Linked DNA regions of Mus musculus: region 1 is linked to region 2. A link is a contact called in public Hi-C data. All regions are on one chromosome and are shown on one strand. Each heading gives the region's core, a stretch centred on a gene start, on an enhancer-like site or on the middle of the called end of the contact. The rest is flanking DNA. Distances are from core to core; before and after follow the strand shown.

Region 1 (4,396 bases), core at 148-2,647, 1.4 Mb before region 2:
TGTCAGAGTGTAGAAAGTTACTGACCTCCATGCAAATTAGGTTGGAAGGGTTGCCTTGGTGGGCTCATGATGAGGCGTCCCCAACCCCACCCTCCAGGTACCAGCCATAGCACAGGTGTAGCATAGAATAATTTGGAGGCATGAGAAGGGGAGTTGAGAAGGGGGTACAGACAGAGACAGAGAAGAGGAGGGGGAGAGAACAGGGGGCAGGGGGCCAAAGAGCCACTTTTATAGCAAGACAGGTCTACCTATTGGGCGGAGTCTAGAAGGAATACTAACAATTATTTGTTGGACTGTCTCTTTTCAGATATTCCCATGCTAGGTGGCCTCTTAGGTGATATATGTTAGATTTCCTTGGCCCTGTTTGGAGCCCTCTTCCATTTTAGCTACATCTCAATAAGACATTCCTCCGCTCGATGCTAGCATACCCAGGGGAGGGTCAGACGTTCCAGGATGAGTGAGCCCCTTGGCACTGAATTCAGTTCCAAATCAAACACCCCGGTGGGTGGGTCTGAAGTTTGAGGAACAGGAACACAGGGATTACCAACCATGAGCCATTTAAAGACTTGCAGGAGGAGTCTCCGGAGTAGCGAGGTCAATGTGTTGACCAACTCATTATTCTCATAGCTTTATTCATGTTTTTGTGGTGCCAGACATCAAACCCAGGGTCTCAGGCATGCTCTAGCACCAAGCTCCATACCCAGCCCTCAATCCTATGGCTTTATACTCCTATCTAGCCCAACCTTTACTCTCTAAACAAATCTCTCTACCTTCATTATATCGCCGCTTGCGTGTCTCAGGCGAATCCCCAAATCAACAGCTCCTGAATGGAATCCATTCCCACCCTTACCAGACAACTTCTAACCTGCTCTATCAGTCTTTCCTCTCCTGTAGGTTGTTGACTAACCTAGTCAGTCGACAAAGCCACACCCGGAACGTTCTCCTTTCAGCTCCTACATCTATCAGATCCATTGGTTGAGAAAGCTTCTCTAGGTTTCATTTCAAATATATCAGTCCTGGGCCCCTCATTTGAATTCTCTGGCATTTTGTCTTCTCTGAGAAAACTTAATTGATCCATTATGAAAAACACATTCATCCATTTGGTTTGGAGCTGAATTTGGTGCCAATAGGCTCATAAATTTTAGAGAATGTTAATATTCTCTGAATAATAGTATAACATTGGTTTTGATGTTATTTTAAATAGTTCCTGCTACTAAAATCGGGAGGGTAGCGATTTTGTTGTCTGGGCACCTTTGGGAATCCTGAGTCCAAGGGGCCACAACAAATGCAGCCTGGCCACAGCTGCCCGCCCCGCCTTCTTTCTGCAACTAGGGCTACTTTCCTGGCAGAGACTACAACTCCCAGAGTGCCTCGCGCGCGTATAGCGCGCGCTGGACGGCGCCTTTAGGACCCAGATTGAAGCAAGATGGCGAGCGCGCGGTGAGTAGCCGTGGAGGTACCGCTGCCCTCTCCTTACAGGCCCGGAAGGCTTGTCCGTAGGCATTGAGGGCTTTAATGTCTGTCGTTGGAGGCAGGACGAGGCTGCCGGTGTCCCCAGGCTCCATCTTGCAGAAGGGCCGGCGTGTGGTTGCGCCCTTCCTGTAGCACACCTCGGCGTGCATGCGGGCGTCAGCCTGCACCAAGTTGACCTTGCGACTCCTTAGACTCCTCCTGATTCAAGTCTTTGAACCGGCTCCTGGGTGGTAGTCCCTGTATTACTGTTGCTCGAACTTCAGCCCCACCGGGGTGTTTGGTTTGGAACTGAATTCCGTGCCAAGGGGCTCATCCTGGAAAGTCTCTCTTTGGAGCAATAGTTTGACCCTCCCCTGGGTATGCTAGCATGGAGCAGAGGAAGGTCCCCACAAACGTTTTGATTTTGGACTTGTAATCAGAAGACGTGGGTTTTCTTTCCGTGCATGCCACCAGTTAGACAGTGAACTACCAAAATAAAGCATTTGACTTTTCTCAGCCTTCGTTCCCAATAAACTGAAAGAGCACAGAATATTAAGAAAGTGGGTTGCAAGGCATAAATAACTAGCTGAATGAACTCAGGGTTTGCCATTCGCGGCGCTCTTAGGATGTCTGGCATCTGCGTGCAAATAAAGAGAGCCCTATCCTAATCCCTTTCCTGCCTATAGAGGGTCACTGAGACCAATAGAGAATAGGGGCACAGTAATTACCGTTTATTTACACCATCTCATGAAATTTGTGGTTGCTTCTTGAAGTTTACCACTGAAGAATTGGAAGGTCGTTTAGTTAATGACTTGCCTCAAATCTTCCAGTTTGTAAGTGAGCAACACTAAAGTCTTTGGAAGCAAGTCCTTTTAAATTTTCATGATTCGAAATAAATATGCTTGCTGCATCTTTAAATGTTATGTGACAGGAGATGAGATAGTGACATCGATGGGTTCCTCTTAAGTTTTTCATGTTGAATATTTAGTTTCATCAGAAACAGCATTACTGTAAGTGATAGGATCCTATGGGTGGGACTTGGGAGCTAGAATGTAGACTCACTAGCATTTGAGGAAGAGTTTGCAGCGTGTATTATGTGTGAGTGACTTTCTAATTACGTATTCTGCTAAGCACTCAGTAAGTGAAGCCGACTGTGCAGAGTCCTGAGAAAGTTGCACTTAAGAGAAATGATAGCGGAATAGTTGCTCTGTTTCTCATATTTTGATCTCAGTGACTTTGTCCTGTTGTTAAACTGGAACGGCCAGGTTTAAAAGCCTTGTTTTCAAATGATGAGCACTAGCTAATGGTTCCTACCTTGATGTTAGTGTTTAACTTTACCTTTGTAGCCGATTTTCTTTCTCTCTTAAACAGGAACGAAAATCTGTGTGCCTAGCAACAGCTTTCACTTCACAATATCGTTTTTTCAAATCACTTGCTAAGGATCATGGCTGCGGCAGTAAAATGGGCGATATCAAACAGAACTATCTGGAAGCATTTACTTCCAATCCAAAGTAAGTGAGATTTTTTTTTTTAAATGCTTAAAAATGTTTTGTGGTTTTTCAAATATAGAATATTTAAAGCATTTGGTTATTCTCTATGCCTCCTATTTGCAGTCATAAAAAGGGGACAAAATTTAAATGCCAGTCAAAGAAGGGATTAATAAGTTATGTTACATTGTAACTATGAATATTATAAAGCTGTTATCATTGTGGAAAGATCACTAAGTAGAGAAAGAAGAAAATCTGATTTATCAGAATGATCCTGTTGTGGGCTTAAAAGATGATGATGGTGGTGGTGATGATGATGTGTGTGTGTGTTTGTATGAGTGTGCCTTTGTGTATATAGATGTGCATAAATGCTGAGTGAAAGATCTAGGCTAGTCATTGGCTATCATTACGATCCAAAATGGATTCAGGTGAACTGGTAGAGTAGCTTCCCCTTCCTGTAGAACATTTAGACTCACTACAGTTTACACCTCTTAATTTGTTTTTTTTTTTAGTAGTTCATAAAATTTAGAAATAAAAAGGAAGCCCACAGCCCCATCTTCCAAGGATCATCACTGTTAATATTGTAGGTTTTTTCCCCTTGTGGATATGGCCATTAAACAAATAAATGTGCCTCCTTTCTAAAGATCATTTTTCCTGAAAGTCTATTAATCTGTGCTTCATAGTCAGCCTCTTGGCTCATAAGTAAACAGCATGTGAAAATCCTGCTTTTCACAGCTAGCTGCTTTCACACCCTGCCTCCCCAAAGCAATAAATAGGTAACTTGGGGTCATTTGAGGCAAGGCAAACCCTGTTTTGCTCACTACTTTTTAAAACAGTTGGAGCTGGGCGTGGTGGTGCATGCCTTAATCCCAGCACTCAGGAGGCAGAGGCAGGCGGATTTCTGAGTTCGAGGCCAGCCTGGTCTACAAAGTGAGTTCCAGGACAGCCAGGACTACACAGAGAAACCCTGTCTCGAAAAACAAACAAACAAACAAACAAACAAACAAAAACAAAAAAAAAAAACAAAAACCAAAAAAAACCAAACAGTTGGAATTTACCTAATCCTACTTTTCTAGAAAGCCTTCTGTCACATGACCTTAGTCATACGTTCTCTGTCATCCTTCTTTGTCCTTAAGTAAGTTATGAGACCAGATGCTTCAAATGGCTTCATGAGCTTTAAAACATCCACACCCGATGTCGATTGCGTGTGTGAGAGTTTTGAATGTCCCTCACATGGGAGGGCTTCTTCTTGATGCTCTTTGTCCTTTCTCTTTAAATTGTCCATTTTGCTTTGCCACCAATGTTAACATCCTTTTCCACATACAACTTCAAAACTAATGGTCTCCCTTTAGTAGCAGAAGCTGAGTGGACAAGGGCCTCCTTGTCAGGTTAGTCAGAGGACCTTGGGATGACTGAATTGGGGACAGTTTAAGTTAGCTCAGAGTTAACTGAACATT
Region 2 (4,400 bases), core at 1,611-4,110:
AAGGTCTCCTTAAGATTCTGCATAGATGTTGATGCAGAAATTGTACGAGAGGATGTTGGCCTGTGACAGAATTCAAAGTTTGCAGAAACAAATGTCCTTTCACTCAGTGATCCATCAGGAGGCACCCGTGGCCAGAAAGTCTCAAGGCAGTTGTGTTTGGCAGGACTGTTCATCAAAAAGCCATTCTCTTCGCTCTGTTTCCCTACCCCGGCAAACAGACTCAGCTTACAGAGCCCCTCAGCATGCAGAGGTGGCTCGCAGGACACTCAAGTTGGAAGGTTGCGAAAGATCTTGGTGGAACAGAAACCCGATTTGGTTAGTTTTGATTTTGGGTTTTTTGTTTTTTTTTTTTAAATAATGATTTATGGCACTCAAAACTGTTACTTGTCAGATAGTTTTTGAAATATTCAATGATGTAAACATGTTGCTTCGAGGAAGTGACTGGAATATATTTATGTTAAAAGATAAAATTGAAAGTCTTATTAAAATAGCTAACATGGAAAAGCAGGGCAAAAACTGGTTCTTTGGAGATGTTTACAGTAGAGATGACTTTATAATTGAAAATGACCTCCTTAGGCAGGAAAGATGGTTCAAGGGTTAAGAACCTAAATTCCATTCCTCCACCCATATGTTGGCTCTCTACCCCCTGTATCTCTAGTTCCAGAGGATCTGAAACCCTCCTCTGGCCCCGGAGAGCACAGTACCCTTGTGGTACACAGATATACACACAGGCAAAACACCCATACCCAGAAATCATTAAACCTGGTGGAGATTACCCTCCCCAGAAAGTCACAAGTTCATATTCTTTTATACCTCAATGCTATATGTTAAATATCAAGGTTTACCAAGCATACAGTCAGTCCAAGGAATTCCCCACTTAGGAATCCCAGGGGTAAACTATTAGCAGTTTATCACACAAAACACAAACGGTGCTTCTGTAGCATATACCATTTCCTACCACACTTGTGCCTGACCTCTGAGACCCAGCTCAAATTCCATTCTACCCACTATTTCTGGATGATCCGCTGTATACAGTGTACAGGAAGAGTTAACTGGGATTTAAGGACAGACGTCTATGGTTTCGATTAACTCTTAAAACTTTCAAACAGAGGTCCATTTTTCTGGAGATGGTTTTGAAAGGGTACGTGTGTGTGTGTGTGTGTGCGCGTGCCTGTGCACAGAGGATCTTATAGTGCTACTTTTTGTATGAGGTTGGTCTTTGCTATCACCGGGATAGGAATTACACACTTCACCACACCCTCAGAAGATATTTAGGCTTTGCTGCCTTGTATGGTCCCCTTGAAAACCTTTCACCTTGAAAGCGTTACACAGAATGATGAAATCATGAAATTGGTTAAATTTATTGTCACCATATGTTTAGTTTGTAATGGATACAAGCATCAAGTATCTTCTTTAATGACAATAGAAGCAACATTAAAACGACCTTTGAAACCAGAGTTAGGAGGCTATAAAGGGTGTCCTACAGGCTAGAACTGTACAGAAGGTCTAACTTGGAAACGGGAATTGTGGTTACTGCCACCCTTAGACTAATAGGTCTTTGGAATGATTGCAATTGGAAAACTTACACTGTATCCAAAGGTTCAAGATGCACACCAAAAGGTTACTGGCCATGTTGATACAAAGGACGTAAGACCTTTCCTTTATCTTCTATACATCTTCTGGGGTTTGGATACATGATTTCCAAGCCAGTCTCCACAAGAACTCCAGGTGACCTTTCCTGCTTTGCTTTAGCCTCCTGAGTACTGGGATTACAGGCATGTGTCACCAGCCTGGCTCCTTCCTGCAGGTCATCCAGGCTTTCTGTTCTTTCTCAATGTTAAATGGTCCACAATAAACTCCCACTTTTTCTTCCCTTCCTGGAATCTTCTCTAATGTACTTGCATTTCTGTCCCACCAAACTACAACTCCCAAGACACCCTCCCCAAACGATTTCCTTTTTCATGTTTGCTGTTTGATTAGAACAGATCAATAATCTCTTTCCAAATTTACCAAAGTAGACACGTAAAGTTTAGAGACAATTACTCAACCCGGTAAACAAGCAGACACTGTTTTAAAAACAAAGAACAACCCCTTCCTTGAAGTCTAAGACACACTAACAACTTCCAAGCGGTGGAAAAAAAAGCCCTAAACGGATTTAACTTCAAGTCTCTTTTGCTTGTCCTTTCCAGCTTTGGCTGACCTGCTTAACTCAGGGGTAGGGGACAGCCTGGCAATATCTGCACATCATGAGATGTTGTCTGCAGAAACTCAGGCAGTGCTCCTAACAAAAGAGCTACTGGAAGCTTTGATGTGCCCAGTGCATGAGATAGCCCTAGGCCACCTTCCCTCAGAGAAACAGCCACAGCGGATGCTGGTCCTCTCATGCAAGCAGAATCCTGAGCCGGAGGAGGTGTCATCCCGTAGCCCCGGGGTACATGGTCCCTCCGGTCCTGCGCCCCGCAGCTCCCTGCCCTGCACCCACCACGCGCGCAGCCCCGGGGCGGGGGAAGCGGCGCCGAGACGGAAGCGTTCCCTTTAGGTGAAAGGTCACCGGCCCGGCCCGGCCTCCCAAGGCTTTGGGCAATCCGCTAATGTCCGGCTCTCCGGTAACCGGGAGCTGGGACACTCAGGGACACGGGCGCTCGGGCCACGACGCTCGGCGGTTGGGCCGCCCCGCACCCGACTTACCCCTCCCGCCGCGGCGGCCGCTGGGCTGGAGAGAGCAGAGGCGAGGGGACCCGAGGCCAAGGGGACAGGGGAGCTTTCTGAGTTTGTGTTTTGGGGGTGGGGGTCAGAGTTCGTGACCCCACCCTCGGCTTGGCGGTGCGTGGTGCTCTTGGCGCCTGCGCATTAGCGCGGTGGAGAAGCGGCCGGCGGTGGTGACGTTCCCTGGGCGAAGCCGAGGGCCCCGGAGTCCAGCGGCGGTTCTGGAAGTCGATTGCCCCCTGTAGGTGTGGAGGGAGAGCGCCGCCGCAGCTGCGTGTCCACCCGATGCCCTGTGAGGATGATAGATAGCATCAAGTTCTTCCAATACCTGCAACTCTGGTGTCTGGCCTCCGCGGGCACGCGCACCCAAGTGCACATACCCAAACACACGTAATTGGAAATCAAGGACGACCGAGGGCTGGAGAGATGGCTCAATGGTTAAGAGGACTTGTGGTTCCTCCAGAGAACTTGGCTTGATTCCTAACACCCACCTGGTCTGTGGTCATCTTCTGTAACTTCAGTTCCATTGGATTTGGTGCCCTCTTCTGTGCACAAACATATGTGCAGGCCGAACACCCTACACACTAAGAGTAAAACTCTTGAAAGGAAGGGAGGAAGGCAGGAAGGAAGAAAGAAAGAAGGAAGGAAAGAAAAAGACAAGTCTTTTGAGACCTGGCCTGTCAGAACCCAGACTAGTCTTTTAACTAGTGATTCTCCTGCCTCCCTCTCCAGTGCTGTAGCGGTTTGTTTTGTTTTTAAATTTCATTAATACGGGCGTTTTACCTGCATCTATGCATCTAGGTGTACCTAGTCTAGGTGGAGGCCATCAGATCCTCTAGATGTGAACTTACAGATCGTTTTGAGTAGCCATGCAGGTACTCGGAATTGAACCTGGGCCCTCTACAAGAGCAGCCAATGCTCTTTAACAGCTGAGCCATCTCTCTTGCCCCTTAAAGGAAGTTTTGGTTTGAGAAATAATAAACAACCGAATGGGTCTGGGTTAGGTGTCTTTAATGTCTGGAAAACTGGACTTTGTTGTGGGCACTCTCTTAGATTAGTTCACCAGTGCTAAGGAGTCTGTGTAGGATAACAGGGCCCAGGAAAGAACACCCTGACCCTGACTTGACCCAAGCCCAAGACCTTGTCCCAGAGTCTGATCACAGAATCCCACCAACCCTCAAAGCTTTGGCCAAGATCAAGCCACATAATCCTCCCATCGCAGGCCACCCTGGAAAACCCCACACTCCAAGAAACCCTATATAAAGTCCATTTTTCTGCCCAGTTCCCTGAAGTTTCTTGAAGAGGCAGCCATTTTCCTGTTTTTTTTTTTTTTCCTTCCAGCAAATCTCGTGGGAGGTTTCTTGTGTGGTGTGGATGTGACTCTGTGGTATTCCTTGGCTCATGGTGGCCAGGCTACCTTTTCCAGAAGAGCTGTAACATCACGATTTGGGGAAACTTCCCCCTGCCTGAGCAGAGTGATAACACTGTCTGCCTAGAGCCCAATCCCATAGAACTTCCCAGCAATATGAGAACAGGCTGAGGCAAAGTCGTGTCAAATTTTACTTGACTGTCTTTATCAAAAGCAAGAACACAATCACTGCTGTGTACCTTATGTTCCTAAGGGCTGGGTTTTTTTTGTCCATTTTGCTAGACGATGTGTCCCCAGATAGTTAACAGTTCCTGCTGGTCAATAA

Evidence for each region. Hi-C and Micro-C count contacts between places; a contact is called where the count stands out from the background.
Region 1: a Hi-C map of natural killer cells shows a contact between it and region 2, with 7 times the contacts expected there. The contact joins the promoter of Mrpl42 here to the promoter of Nr2c1 in region 2. A contact is called at or near these places in 3 of 39 promoter capture datasets (hippocampal neurons and liver), 1 of 484 Hi-C or Micro-C datasets (natural killer cells), 1 of 115 datasets of contacts at active chromatin or transcription factors (differentiating embryonic stem cells) and 1 of 9 other capture datasets (liver).

Annotation. Positions count from the first base shown.
Region 1 is chr10:95,498,950-95,503,345 of GRCm38.p6, reverse strand. Mrpl42 (mitochondrial ribosomal protein L42) reads left to right here and starts at 1,397. Exons shown (of 6, transcript NM_001359476.1): 1 at 1,397-1,440; 2 at 2,824-2,963. The coding sequence starts at 2,897.
Region 2 is chr10:94,146,391-94,150,790 of GRCm38.p6, reverse strand. It overlaps Nr2c1 (nuclear receptor subfamily 2, group C, member 1), which reads right to left and starts at 2,860. Exons shown (of 14, transcript NM_011629.3): 1 at 2,689-2,860.